2 separate regions of the Mus musculus genome follow, and region 2 is linked to region 1. A link is a contact called in public Micro-C data. All regions are on one chromosome and are shown on one strand. Each heading gives the region's core, a stretch centred on a gene start, on an enhancer-like site or on the middle of the called end of the contact. The rest is flanking DNA. Distances are from core to core; before and after follow the strand shown.

Region 1 (6,825 bases), core at 2,210-4,709:
ATCCTTTTGTTATATTTTAGAATTACAACTTTACCCTGGCATGCAACACCAAGAGGCTGAATTGTTTTCCGGTTCTGGTGGATATTGTGAGTAATGGGCTACTTGGACTGTTCGCACCATCAGCACACATTCAAACTGACCGCAGCACATTTCCTGAGGTTGGTACATTCTTGTAGATTCTGTTGTCTCTGGAGTCTTCCAGATTGTTCCATTCAGAATAATATCAGTGGTCTTGATAGAGTTTCTCTCATACCTTAGGTTACCATCTGTATCTATCTTGTATATATTTATATTAATTTGAGATATAGTATATTATGGTCTATCATATATGACTATGCATATTCAGTTGAGCTGTTCCCCATAAGCACTAAATGTTAAATTAGGAGATATAAAACTAAGCATACTGACTCACACCTATAATTATAGTGCTTGTGAGGTTTCAACAGGATCATTATGGGTTCAAGTTCAATTTGTATTGCAAAGAAGAAATCAAAAGAAGGAGAAGGAGGAAGGGAAAGAAGAGATGGGAAGAAAACCTAAGATGTGAAATTTATGAGTTGGAATTCCTGGTTGCACCGGTTTAAAGTGACAAAATATCACAATAATTATTTAAAGCCTAAAAATATTGATCATCTTTAAGTGTCAGCCTAAACTTCAGAATTTTTCCATTATTAGAATCCCTTTGTTCTCATTATTACTTTCCATTTTCAAGATCATATTGTGTAGCTATAGATATATAAGCAAAATCTATGTTGAAAATTGGATAAGAATGTAAGGAGGTGAAAATCTCAAAACAGACCCAAGGCGCTATCTTAGATAATTGACTGTGTTTTGAGCAATGTAATCCAGACAATGAGCTTCAACTTTGTATCAATTTCATTCCTAGGAAAATGACCACAGAAAATTTGATTATTTGGCTTATTTCTTCTTGTGGGTACTTCTGATGGCCTGTGTTCCTCCTTATATTTCCATGACCAGCATTGATGACTATAAGGTAGTAAAAAAAAAAATTAATGGAAACTAAAGTTGATTTAAACAATCAGAAGTTGTTTATAATGTGATTGCAGGGTTTCTCGTTACTATGGTGTGCAGTTTTATACACTGAGCAGTTGATTAATACACAATTGCACCTTTATAGAAGTAAAAAGGAAGAATGCACTAAAGGAAAGGAAAAGGAAGGAGGTGGGGAGGACAAGTGGAAAGACCATGAGAAAGGAAAATAAGAGAAAGATTAAAAAGCTTTGTTTGTTTCCTTCTAAAGAATGGAGGCATTGGGATAAAGATTGAACACTTCCCCAAATGTAATCTTTTCAGTGGAAGATGGGTGAGATTCCATATAAAAATTTGAGTTGTATATCACACATATCTTCTTGGAACTAGCTCATGGAACACAAAGAGGTCTTGAGCAGCACCCCAAGGTCTTAATAAACTAAAAGAAGAACCTGGAATCCTAAAGGGTGGAGTGGCTGGAATCTGCCTCTAAGCATTCTGTCAGTGCAGGAATTACCTAGAGCAAGGGCAGTAGACCTCTACTCAAGGGTAGCTTACACTATGTTGCCAAGACGAAGCATGGAGTAGAACTTCATGATGTCACGACTGTACAGATGTCTGTAAGAAGAGCACATTCAGAAGTTATATAGGATTGGTACCTGCTTCCAGTCATCAGTTATAGGGGTTACCCCAAGGATCCAAATTTGGGGCAAGACTTGATCAATTAAGAACAGACCCAGAAATGACAAAGGAAATGAAAGAAGTAACAAATAGGAAAAGTTAACACAATCAAGGATTAACTAAAAGAATGAACACAATGAAGAGAGAAAACACACACACACACACACACACACACACATACACACATGTCAGGTGGAACTCCTAATGTAGCTATATAAAAAAAATGAACATGGCTTTTAGAACAGACATACAGTTAAAACAGAATGAACCAGAATAGACAGTAAAATTGAAACACAGAAAGAAAGAAAAAACGCTCTGAAAAATTATCTGAACTTTAATGATTCATGAGACAATAGTAATGACTCATCATATATTTAATTAGAATTTCTAAGGCAGAGAAGAGCTAGAAATGACAGAAAATACACTTGGAAAAAACAAAATTTTTATCATTTGGCAGATTTTTAAAATATAAAATTTAGTGAAACATAAAATAACTACACATATGAAATACATTAATGGCTTTAAATATGAGAAACTCCAAAGCTATCAAAGTACCACACAAGGTGCAATTACTAACAGTGTTTTAATCACTCATTTTCATTGAGAATAAACCAATATGACAATTTTACGTGGAAAAAAAATGGCTACTTTCATTTGGATAAGGGATGAATTGTTTTACCACTGAAAGCTAATACTCACATGGGGAATTTTCCTTTGTAGGCATTAAGTCAATCTTTGGCTAACTGCCTTATTGCTGTCAGTAACTTGGATGGTTTATTTTATTAGCTACGTTATCACATTAGGTTAAATTATTTTTATTAGTAACAACAGCAAATTTTGATATAGAAGCTTTGAAATGACCCATGTCCCTTCTTCTGTGTAGTGTTTAATCACTAATAATGAATAACTCATTTGGTTATTTTCTTCATATTTTTATAAAAAACAATATACAATTGATGATTGTACTTCCTTACCAGAACAGAGCTCAGTTCCAGCTGTGGATTTCAGGGCTCTCCCCATCTGCATACTGGTTCGGGCAGGCTCTGTTTGAGGTTCCAGTGTACTGTGCACTCATTTTGTCTATATTCATTGCATTCTATGCCTCGGCCCCTCCAGAGAGTAAGTTCACAGTTGGAGATCTGTTTATTCAGGTAAGTGACACCATTCCTAAAACAACTACCATTAATCAATCAACCCAAAAACTAACAGTAACTCAGACCATTTTTGATATTTTTCATTTCTATTTTAAGAGTTTCTTAAAGTGTGGTTGAAATACATACGGCATAAAATTGTCACTGTGGCTTTTTACCTGGTGTGTGTGTGTGTGTGTGTGTGTGTGTGTGTGTGTGTGTGTGTGTGTGTGTTTCATTCTTTGGACAGGGTCTAACTATGAAGTCCTAGCAGCCCTAGCTGATTTTAAAATCATGGCGAGCCTCCTGAGAGCTAAGATTAAATTTTGTGCCACCACAACTGGCTCCTCCTGACTGCTTTGACTGTGACACCCAGTAACACTGGTTGCATATTCCCAAATATTTTGTCACCACCACCCCCAAAACCTTCCAGTTATGTGGCACCAGAAACTGAGATCCTACACTGAAAATACAGGCATCCCTCTGCAAGACTGTCCCCAAGCAAGGGGTTTGGTAGGCCAAGAGCTCTCAGAACACTCGAAAGCATTCTTCTTCTTTTAATCATTTTTTTTGCAGGTCAGACTTTATCCCCCTCCTGGTACACCAGCTGTTCCACATTCCCATACTTCCTCCCCGCCCCGTCATCTCCACAAGAATGTCCCCACCCCACCAGACCTCCCCACTCCCTGGGGCTTTCAATCTCTTGAGAGCTAGGTGCATCTTCTCTGACTGAGTCCAGACTCAGCAGTTCTCTGCAGTATATGTGTTGGGGCCCCCATATCAGCTGGTATAGGCTGCCTGTTTTGGTGGCTAAATGTCTGAGATGTCTCGGGGGTCCATCTTATAGGGTTGCCCTCCTCCTCAGCTTCTTCCAGCTTTTCCCTAATTCAAACACAGGGGTCAGCAGCTTCTGTCCATTGGTTAGGTATAAATATCTGCGTTTGACTCTTTCAGCTGCTTGGGTCTTTGTGGGGGCAGTCATGATAGGCACCTTTTTGTGAGCACTCCATAGCCTCAGTAATAGTTTTGGGCCTTGGGGCCTCCCCTTGAACTGGATCCCACTTTGGGCCTGTCGCTGGACCTCCTTTTCCTCAGGCTCTTCTCCATTTTTGTTCCTGCAGTTTGTCTTTTTTGAGTTAGGTATTGTATGTAAACTTTTGTTTGCAGAAAACTGACAAAGTCGCCTCTCCTAGTTGTTTGTGTTTTAGAGGTTTCTGCAGAGAAGTGACAATCCCAAGTCACCCACTTTACCACTCTCTCTGATATTTAAATCATTATAAATGTAGGAACATGAAGACATTGTTCCATGACATTAGCACATTCAAATGTTTTCACATGTCACAATATTCATTCTCATATTCCTATTGGTTTCAGATTCTCTATGTTGGTGGCTATGCCATGTCAGTTATTTTCATGACTTATGTGATTTCATTCATTTATCGCAAGGGGAGAAAAAATAGTGGCCTTTGGTCACTTTGCTTCTATATTGTAAGTATCTTTACTGTTTTTATTTTTGTGATGGAGTTAAGTACTAATACTTTAAAAATATCTTTGGTTGGTATAAGATAAACCAATTTTATACTTTAAAGTATTTCAAATGTATTTTTCTGATAAAATTTCACTAGTTCCATGATATATATATATATATATATATATATATATATATATATATATATATATAATCTCCACGTGTATAACATATATGTTAAAATGTATCTATTTTCATCTCACTTTCTTTAAAGGTAAGAGAATTCATTATAGGATCGTAAACTTAGGTATTGTTTTGAAATTCCTTTTAGGAAAAAGAATTAACTGAGCAACAAAGGCTATGGAATTTTCAGAAGACTATGAATATTGTTAATTAAAAATCTAAAACTAAAATCTGATTGCTGAGGATGTAATGGGAGAGAGGCCCTTGGTCCTGTGAAGGCTCTATGCCCCAGTATAGGGGACTTCCAGGGCCAGAAAAAGGAAGTGGGTGGGTTGACGAGCAAGGGGAGGGGGAGGGGATAGGGGGTTTTGGAGGAGAAACTAGGAAAGGGGATAACATTTGAAATGCAAATAAAGAAAATATCTAATAAAAAGGAATCATTTATTAAAATCTTCACTTTCTAAACTTAGAAGGGGAATATATATAACTTATATGTATTTATTCTAGAACTTCTGTTTTGAATGTCTCAATTACATTACTGTCCAACAAATACTTGATTTTCTTCCTGTACCAACTTTGAGATAGTTGAAGAAGAAAACACGCAGATTACACAGTCTGTTCTCCCAGTGAGTTAAACGGGAATGAAACTTCTCCCCTTATATTTTGTATTTGAAATTCTGGAGGGCTTGATACACTTCAGCATCAAATGATGCTGTATTTGTATCTGACACCCTAGTCATAATATTACTTTGTACAAATTAATTGCAGCAGTTTATAGTCACTTCTTTCCACAACTTCCACAAGTTAACAAAGACACAGACATAGGACATATCATCGGAAAACTGAATAATGAAAATTATATAGATATAGATATGGATTAGATTTGGCTATAGGTATGTATATGGATGGAGATATAGATAAAGCTGTGCATATGGATACAGGTATGGATATAGATAAGATTTAAGATATATCCATACCGTAATTAAGATGGAAATTGAGATGAGATTCATGTCTCACCTTACCTGAGATGCTCAGAGATTAATCCTACAGATGTCTATGTTTTGTTATGGGGAAACTCGGGAGCTTTTAGAATGGAAAGGTAGTCACAGATAGTACCCTGACATCAGTACAAATTGAAGAGGAGCTCAGAACATTCTAGAAAAGCTTTCCCATAGTTTCGGAACGAAGGTTTAACGTGAAAATGTAAAGTTTACACCCGTGACTGCTGTTCTATCAATACCAATGGTACTCAAGACTTGCTGCCTAATGGGTAAACTTATCAATATCTCTGAGGAAATACTTCTACAAAATGCATTTCTGTTCAATTCAAAACTATTTCTCTGTGATTGTTGCCTAGAGCTTATTTATTAAATCCCTAGACAACATCAAACCTACTTTATTTTTGTTCTTCGGTGATTAAAACTGGACACAGACTCTTAAGTCTATGCGTGGGATCCTATATTTGTCCAGCGCTGTCAAATTTCCAATGTCAAGCCAAATGCTTTTAGTCAAGAGCAATGTTTGTGATGATATTAATTTTATGATAATGGAAATCAGGCTAGAATAAATTGAAAATAAATTTAATTTGGGGTTTTAAATTTTTGTGTATGTGTTTAAGTGTGTGTGTGTGCGTGTGTGTGTGTGTTCACAAGTGAAGGTGCTAGTGTTTTGTGGAGCTGGAGATACAGGAAGGCATGAATTACTTGACATGTGTACAAGGAACGAAACTCAGGTGCTCTGTAAGAGCAAACCATGGTCTTAGCTGGTGAGTCATTCCTTAGCCCCTTCCATTGCATTTTAGAAAGCAACTAAAAATGTGTATTTCGTTTTCTTCTAGGTCTCTTTCTTCTCTATGTGTTTTATGCTTATTGATTACTTTAGAGATATCTCACTGTTTGTTTTAATTGCCCTGGTTCCACCTGCTACATTGGGAGGCTGCACATTATTACATTTTGAGGTAAGAAATGTGCAACATTTCTATAAGTGTCTCAGAATAGGGAAGCCATTGAAAAATCTTTGTCTTGAGTTAGAAAATATATACTCTGAAGACTGAATATTTAAAGTATTTTTTATTTTTATTATTTTTTCCTTTTAAAATTCATTTCTTTCTTTTTTAACTTTTAAGTTTTTTTCTTTTTTGAATATTTTATTTATTTACATTTCTATCCTTTATTTATATTTCTACAACATCCTGTCTTATTCCCCTTTCTGCTGCTTCTATGAGGGTGTACCCCACCCAACCACCCACTCTTGCCTCCCCACCCTGGCATTACCCTACACTGGGGCATCGAGACTTCACAGGACCAAGGGCCTCTTCTCTCATTGATGTCCAACAAGGCCATCCTCTGCTACATATGCACTGAAGGCATGGGT
Region 2 (6,825 bases), core at 1,270-3,769, 42 kb before region 1:
GGTGTTGCTGAGGTTCTGTGCAAGGGAATGATGCTGTTTGTCTGTCTTTGAAAATCATGGGGTGGAGAGAGAAGGAATGCTGAAAACATAAGTGAGAGGAACAACCACGAAGAAAGCTGAACTTCTACAAACTACCTTGTGATATCAAGATCATTGAAATTTTATAATAGTTTATTATAACAATTACTTAGGATTTCATTGACCAGAACAGTAATTCAGACCCAGGAAAGACCATGTTAAAAACCTGAAATAACTGTTTCTCATCCAGAGCTCTGATAAACTGTTAAAACATTGTTTCTCCTCCTGTGGGTCATGACCACTTTGCCAGGGGTTGTATATCTCATATTTACATTATGATTCATACCAGTAGCAAAATTACAGTTATGAAGTAGCAATGAAAATAATTTTATGGTGTGTGGGGGGTCACCACAACATGAGGAAGTGTATTAGAGGATCAGAACAGCAGGAAGGTTGAGAACCACCGCTGACCCCTGTGAACTAGGCCAAGTTCTCTGTCAAGCCAATGGTGTCACAGTCTTATCATCTTCATACAAAAATAAAACAAAACAAACAAACAAAGAAAATCCCCCAGTTTTTCTTAATATACGAGTTTGGGGGTTTTGCTCTCAGAACACTGGGCAACTTAAAAAAACATTGTTTTTGAACAAATTAGTGGATTAGTAAAAAAAAAGATGGCCAGTATGAAATAGTGTAGTGGAGATGTTGCAATAACATTTATCGTGTAGTTCATGGCTCTTTGCATGTTTACAAGACAGCCCCAGCAGAGTGTTGCGCAATAATCTATAAATCATTTCTCTGAGGGAAAAAGGGAAAAATCGAAAAAAAAAAAAAAAAAAAAAAAAAACCTTCGACAAAGCAAATGTGGCAGGCTTCTGGAAGTGAAGTGAAGACTCTTTTCAAAGACGGCAGCAGCAGTTATGGAAGAAACAGTCATTTCTTTGAACACCCTGACAGGGAAGCTTAAAATGAGAACAAAACCATAGGCATGAATTCTTACTGAGCAGCAAACCCTCCCCAGAGCTTTCGAGAGTGTATTCCAACCAGCGATAGAGAAACCATCTGAGAATTCTGAATAGGTAAGGTCCCCAGAGATTCAAATGCATTTGCTTGGTTTATGAATTAAAAATTGATGGGTTAGGTTGTATAATCTTGGAGACTACAGAGAATGTTATCTGAAGTCATAAGTAGTTTTTGAAGACTCGTATTTTCAAAGTTCACTGACACACAGAAACTAATTTTTGGTTTTTTTTTTCTTTCTTTCTAGCTATGAAAACGAAAAAGAATTTTCTAAATATTAGCTGGGCAGTGGCTCACGCTTCCCTTCTTACTAAAATCTCTCTATTAAGCTGTGACTTGTCTAACTCGGGTCCTTTTAGGCTGCCTTACTTTTGGTTTTCAATCTCCTATACGTAGCTGAATGTTGTTCTGAGTGAATGTTGTTCTGAGCCATACTTCCCAAGACCCATAACGTTAGCATTTCTTCTAGGCTACAGTTACCAGGTGTGCCTGACTCACTGTAAAAGGGGCTGCTCAACCCCTCCTCACTCACTTCTCTTGCTCTCTTGCTCTCTTATCCTCTTTCCCCTTTGACCCTTCTCTCGCCATTCCCTGTGCTCATGGCCTCTACTCCTCTCTCTCTCTCTCTCTCTCTCTCTCTCTCTCTCTCTCTCTCTCTCTCTCTCTCTCTCTGTCTTTCTCTATCTCTACTCCCTCAACTCCCCCTCCCCATGCCATGAATAAACTCTATTCTATACTATACTATAACTGGTACCTCAGGGGGAAGGGATGCCTCAGCATGGGCCCCCAGAGGCATCCCCTTCCCCGACACCATATCGCACCTCTACCAAACATACCCTTCGCTGCTGCTTCTTCTTCTTCTTCTTCTTCTTCTTCTTCTTCTTCTTCTTCTTCTTCTTCTTCTTCTTCTTCTTCTTCTTTTTTATAAAACACAACACATAATGTTGAGCACATTTTAAAGATGGAGTCTATTGACTGATTCTGGCCAGAGCAGGAACTGAGGAAATGGACAGGATGGAAGATATGATATAGGAAAAAAATCAAGATATTGCTTTCTAGGCTGTTTGAAACATAATTAGAATATCTGCCTCAACATGGCAGAATAAGTCCAGAGCTCAGAGCCTTTTAAGGGACAATATTTTATTTTATTTTATTTTATTTTATTTTATTTTTTGAAATCTGTCAATTTCTTTTGGGGGAGGGCCCAGAAAAGTTACAAATTTGGACTCCCTCGGCAACACAGATTTTTCTGACACTATAATTAGTCAAATGAGTAGGGTTGGCAATTCTCTGCTGTGGGAACTGGCTGGAAGTCAATAAAAAAGAGATTTGTTCGAGAATGGTCACGTGAATACAGTGCTCAGCAGGCCAAGAAAATTACAACCACAATCTTCCTCCAAAAGCAGTCAGGCTGACTGGGAATGCTCAAAACAGGCAAACAGAATGAAAGCAATACAGATGTGATAGAGACCGGGGAGAAGTAGAACCCATTCTCTTGGAGTGGGGAAACAGAGGTAAGCCAAGACTCAGGATACTTTCTTCGGACATTCCAAATGTAAGTTCCTTTTTGCTTCTGTTTGGTTTGTATTACGTAACTATAAGTGAGATTTCATTTACTCAATGAGAACTTTTTAGGGAGAAGTTATTATTTATTTTTCTGCACAGAGTTTTAGTGTTTCTGGGTTTATTTTCCTGTGGTCTGCAAGGGGAAGTTGTGGGTAGTTTTAAAGACATTGTCATATTTTCTAGTTTTAAGTAAAGATGTGGGAATGTGCCTGTAATGTGTTAGTAATGGTGAGAAATGTAAGCAGGTCTTCTGGAAGCATTTTCTGTGTGAATATGAATGTGAATCTGCTGCCCAGCTGCAGTTAGACACACACATGTGCATGAACTGTACAGTAACTGGCAGGCATTTCCAATACACTTTCTCTCTAATCCTGAGAAGTCTTTAGTATGGCATTTAGAGAAATGCTTTTATGTCTCAGCCTGTTATTCTCAGACTTACAGGTTGTTTGTCTATTTGTTGGTTTTGTTTTGTTTTGTTTTGTTTTGTTTTTAACATAAGATTCTTTCCTGCACGTTTTTATTTGTTGGGTATGATGTATTGAATCATACTGAGGCATGTGCCACTTCACTACAATGGCATTACTTCAAATGTCATACCCTTTGCTGTCGGCAGGAGTTTGCAGTAAACAGGGTTTTGTTGATTGGCACAGAGTCAATAACATTCACTCACGCTGAAGCAAAGCCTTCAGTTTTACTTGTACATGAGCTAGCATGGATCTAGGAACCAGAGAAGGAAGGAAAAGCAAACAAGAGGGACGTTTTACCGAGCTTATTTATGCTGCATGGCTGATTTGCAGTGGAACTCTGAGATAGAGAGTTAGTCTTAGTTCTGGCTACAAAGGGCTGTGGCTGCTCCCTTGACTGGTTCAAGTTATCCCATCTCTCTAAGAATGTTCCCGTTGCCCGGAGCAATTCTTGGGGCTTCTGGACACCCTGACTTAAAACATTTATTTATTTATTTATTTATTTATTTATTTATTTATTTATTTATTTGTTTTTGCTAATACTACATTCTTCTCCATTTGTCAGCCCAAAAGGCTTTCTGATATCTTTTCTCCACCCTTTTGTACGAAGACTTGCCTCTGAGCCTTATTATATAACCATGTGTTGTTTTCTTCTCTGGAAATAAGCTGTGAGTGGCTACTGTGCAACTACTGCCCAATGGGACTGTCCCATCAACTCTACACCTGAATTTTTATCCTGGGAAATAGGCATTTCTCTGTTTGAACTTGTCTCATGACTGGGATGATAGCATCATGCAGGGAAACTTCTATTCTCTATCTGTATGGCAATATCCCAATATCCCATCACAACATGGTCGACCAGTTTTAGGCAACATGTTGGTAAAAAGGTTATTTCTACCAATTATTAAGACATAAGAGCCAGTTGGCACAGACCATCATAGGACACCACAGTGGAGTCAATGGCCATGGCAAGCCTCCCAGAAAAGTGATTTCTCGCTAAAGTGACTTGATTGTGTAATTCAGTCTAAGCAAGCCCTTTCCTTCCACAGTTTAAAGTCTTAATGAACTTAATGAAGAGTTACCCTGCTTTGTTTTCTTTTATGTGCAGCTTCCAGAGAGGCTGGAGAACTCGAATAGTGTGTGATTTCTTGGTGGAGGTATGGGAAGAGGTTAAATTTAACTATGCTCTGAAACTTCTCTTTTCAGGGAATGTTCTGCTAGAGTAAAATATCTCTATGAATCCCCACATTGTGACCGTTAACTTCATGTGCCTGCTTGGCTGAACTATGGGACCCAGCTATTTGGCCAAATGCTCGTTTAGATGTTGCTGTGAAAGTATTTTTAAATGCAATTAACATTTAAATCAGTACTTTAAGTTTTTTTTTTTTAATTATTTTTTTGAGGTGGGGTAGGGTTGTTGAAAGGGACGCTCATGTGATATATATGTGGAGGTCAGGGACAACTTGAGGAATCAGCTCTTTTCTTCCCACGTGTGAGTCCCAAGAATCACACTAAGGTCTGTAGGCTTGGTAGCAAGTGCTGTTAACATTGAGCCATCTTGCAGATTCATCAATATAGTATACATCAGTAAGAAAGCCATTCAGTATTGTGAGCGAGCTTCACTTAACCACACGAAGGCCTTGCAAATACGTCTGAGGTTCAGCCGAAGATATGAAATTCTCCTCAGCTTTAAAAAGCAGAGGCTCCAGCTTTTCTCTTTCACAGTCTTGTATGCAAGGCTGAGACGGGTCATATGCCCATTGGCATCCCATGTGCCTGCGCTACCAGTTATGAAATCAGCAGGCCACATAGTTCTGGAACCAGTTCCTGAAAGTACATGGATTACTGCTCTCTGTCTCCACACATCTCTCCCCTTCTCACATTTAAAAAAAAATCTCTAGGTTGCCCAATGTTGATACAGTTGTGGTGTTTGTTTGTTTGTTTGTTTGTTTCTTTGAAGAGCCTGGATAAACACATTAGCCAAATTCGGAAAGGCTCTGTGAACACTTTTGATATAAATGATAAATGCTGAGACTGATTTGCAGTTTCTGTTGGAGAGGAGCTGCTCTGCTCCTATACTCTCCTCCCTGACTGCTCATGCACAGGACAAAGACTTCCAGGGTTAGCTTCCATCTCTGTGTCTCTATAATGCCCTACCCCTCATTAAAATCATCTATCCATCCACAAATTCCATGGTATCCATGCCCATCACACACACACACACACACACACACACACACACACACACACACTCACACGACATATATTTCCTATTCTTGTTTACTACTCTCCCAAGGACAGGATGACTAGACCTGCCAAATACTGCACCTACTGGAGCCATGACATGCCCTTCCATGGACATTCCTGTGGTGCCTTTCAATAGGCTCTAGCTTAACTTTAGCTGTCTATCTGCATTAAAAAGAGTCTTATCCTCTCAAATCAGTCCTCAGCAGAATCTCCCAAGCTATTTGTCGGGGGGGGGGGCAATGTTTTATTTCCTCTCTGAAGACCACTATTTAAAAAGAAAAATCTAACGTGTAGCATTATGGTACCAAAAATGTTAAGTGTTGCTATGGAAACTTCTCAGATTCTCCACTTCTTTATTGACTGGGATCAAGGTATACCTTGGAGAATGGTACTCCCTTCAGATGCTTAGTGTGAGATTTTTGCATATGGTGCCTACCGTAATCAGCATCCCTTATCAGAGAAGAGTATACAGAAATTTCTGGTTTCTCATGAAGCTCATCCTCCTTGGAGCCTGCGCCCTCTACCTTGCTACTAGTACGACTCTTAAAACACTAAGCTTCATTTATCCCCATTCCCAGCTTCCCCCACCCAATCAAACACACTTTTACATAGCATGCCTACCCCATTACTATGACAGCTACTTCCTTTATAATCCATTTCAGTTTCATTTCCTCAGATGATCAACAACAAGAAGTTGAAAAGTTAAGTCAAAATTTAGGAGTTTTATACCCAGCTAAATCCTACTTGAATCTCAGTCTCAAGGCTGATTTTATCACTGCCTCAAGCATATGCTCAAACATAGTGTGGCTTTCCAAGGGCAACCTTGAAGTGAATGAATATCCCTTCTCAGTTCATAATATATACAATAACATGTCTACTTTCATGTCTTATAAAGACAGAACCAAATTTTCTTGCCAAAATAAAACAGACTAAGAGGATTGAGGTCTTCACCCAGTCCTTTCAATTCTTGTAGATATATTATCTCATATCTGCACAGGGCACCATTACTGTTCATGACACTGTTGTTCTTATCAGGTGAGAAAAGAAACTTCCAAACTGAAGTCCTGCTATGTTTACCACTTCAGCAATTCAATGTTTTCACCGATTTAAGTTTTCCTCTCAGGAAAAGTGAACTATGGTGGTCTTCTCACATTGAATTAATATGCCTATTATGTTGTGCAAGAGATGTTGATTCATAAATTATATATAAAGGGCATCATTCAAGCCTGTATTCATGTTCCTCTCTCTCCTGTGTGTTTAAATGGCTATATATTGTACAAATTAGAATGTTAATGTATTTATGATATATGCTGTTTAAGTAAATACACTGTTGAAGAAGTCTGAGAGTGAGAAGAGAAAATGGAAAGGAAATAGAAGAGATACCCAGTGAATAAGTTATGAATCCCAGAATCCAAGTCTTTCCTTTGGAGTAAAGAGCAACCAGGCTCTGACATTTGCAGAGCATTTCCTCTTAAGATCTTAGTATTTGTTGACTCTTCTCTTTTTTTCT

Evidence for each region. A called contact is a pair of places that touch in the nucleus more often than the background predicts.
Region 2: a Micro-C map of muscle stem cells shows a contact between it and region 1, with 2.9 times the contacts expected there. The contact joins the promoter of Abca8a here to the enhancer-like site in region 1. A contact is called at or near these places in 3 of 39 promoter capture datasets (liver, macrophages and neutrophils), 4 of 484 Hi-C or Micro-C datasets (the AML12 cell line, liver and muscle stem cells), 1 of 115 datasets of contacts at active chromatin or transcription factors (embryonic stem cells) and 3 of 9 other capture datasets (adipose tissue, liver and pancreatic islet).

The regions. Positions count from the first base shown.
Region 1 is chr11:110,050,480-110,057,304 of GRCm38.p6, reverse strand. It overlaps Abca8a (ATP-binding cassette, sub-family A (ABC1), member 8a), which reads left to right. Exons shown (of 39, transcript NM_153145.4): 22 at 21-158; 23 at 887-994; 24 at 2,649-2,822; 25 at 4,176-4,289; 26 at 6,290-6,409. Among named protein-coding and RNA genes, the nearest start is that of Abca8a, 42 kb to the left of the region's middle. Within about 2 kb of position 3,459, at least 5 of the 459 cell types and tissues checked have an H3K27ac peak or open chromatin away from gene starts, as enhancers often do. A contact at or near this core is called in muscle stem cells, where this site is marked.
Region 2 is chr11:110,091,631-110,098,455 of GRCm38.p6, reverse strand. It overlaps Abca8a (ATP-binding cassette, sub-family A (ABC1), member 8a), which reads left to right and starts at 2,519. Exons shown (of 39, transcript NM_153145.4): 1 at 2,519-2,593.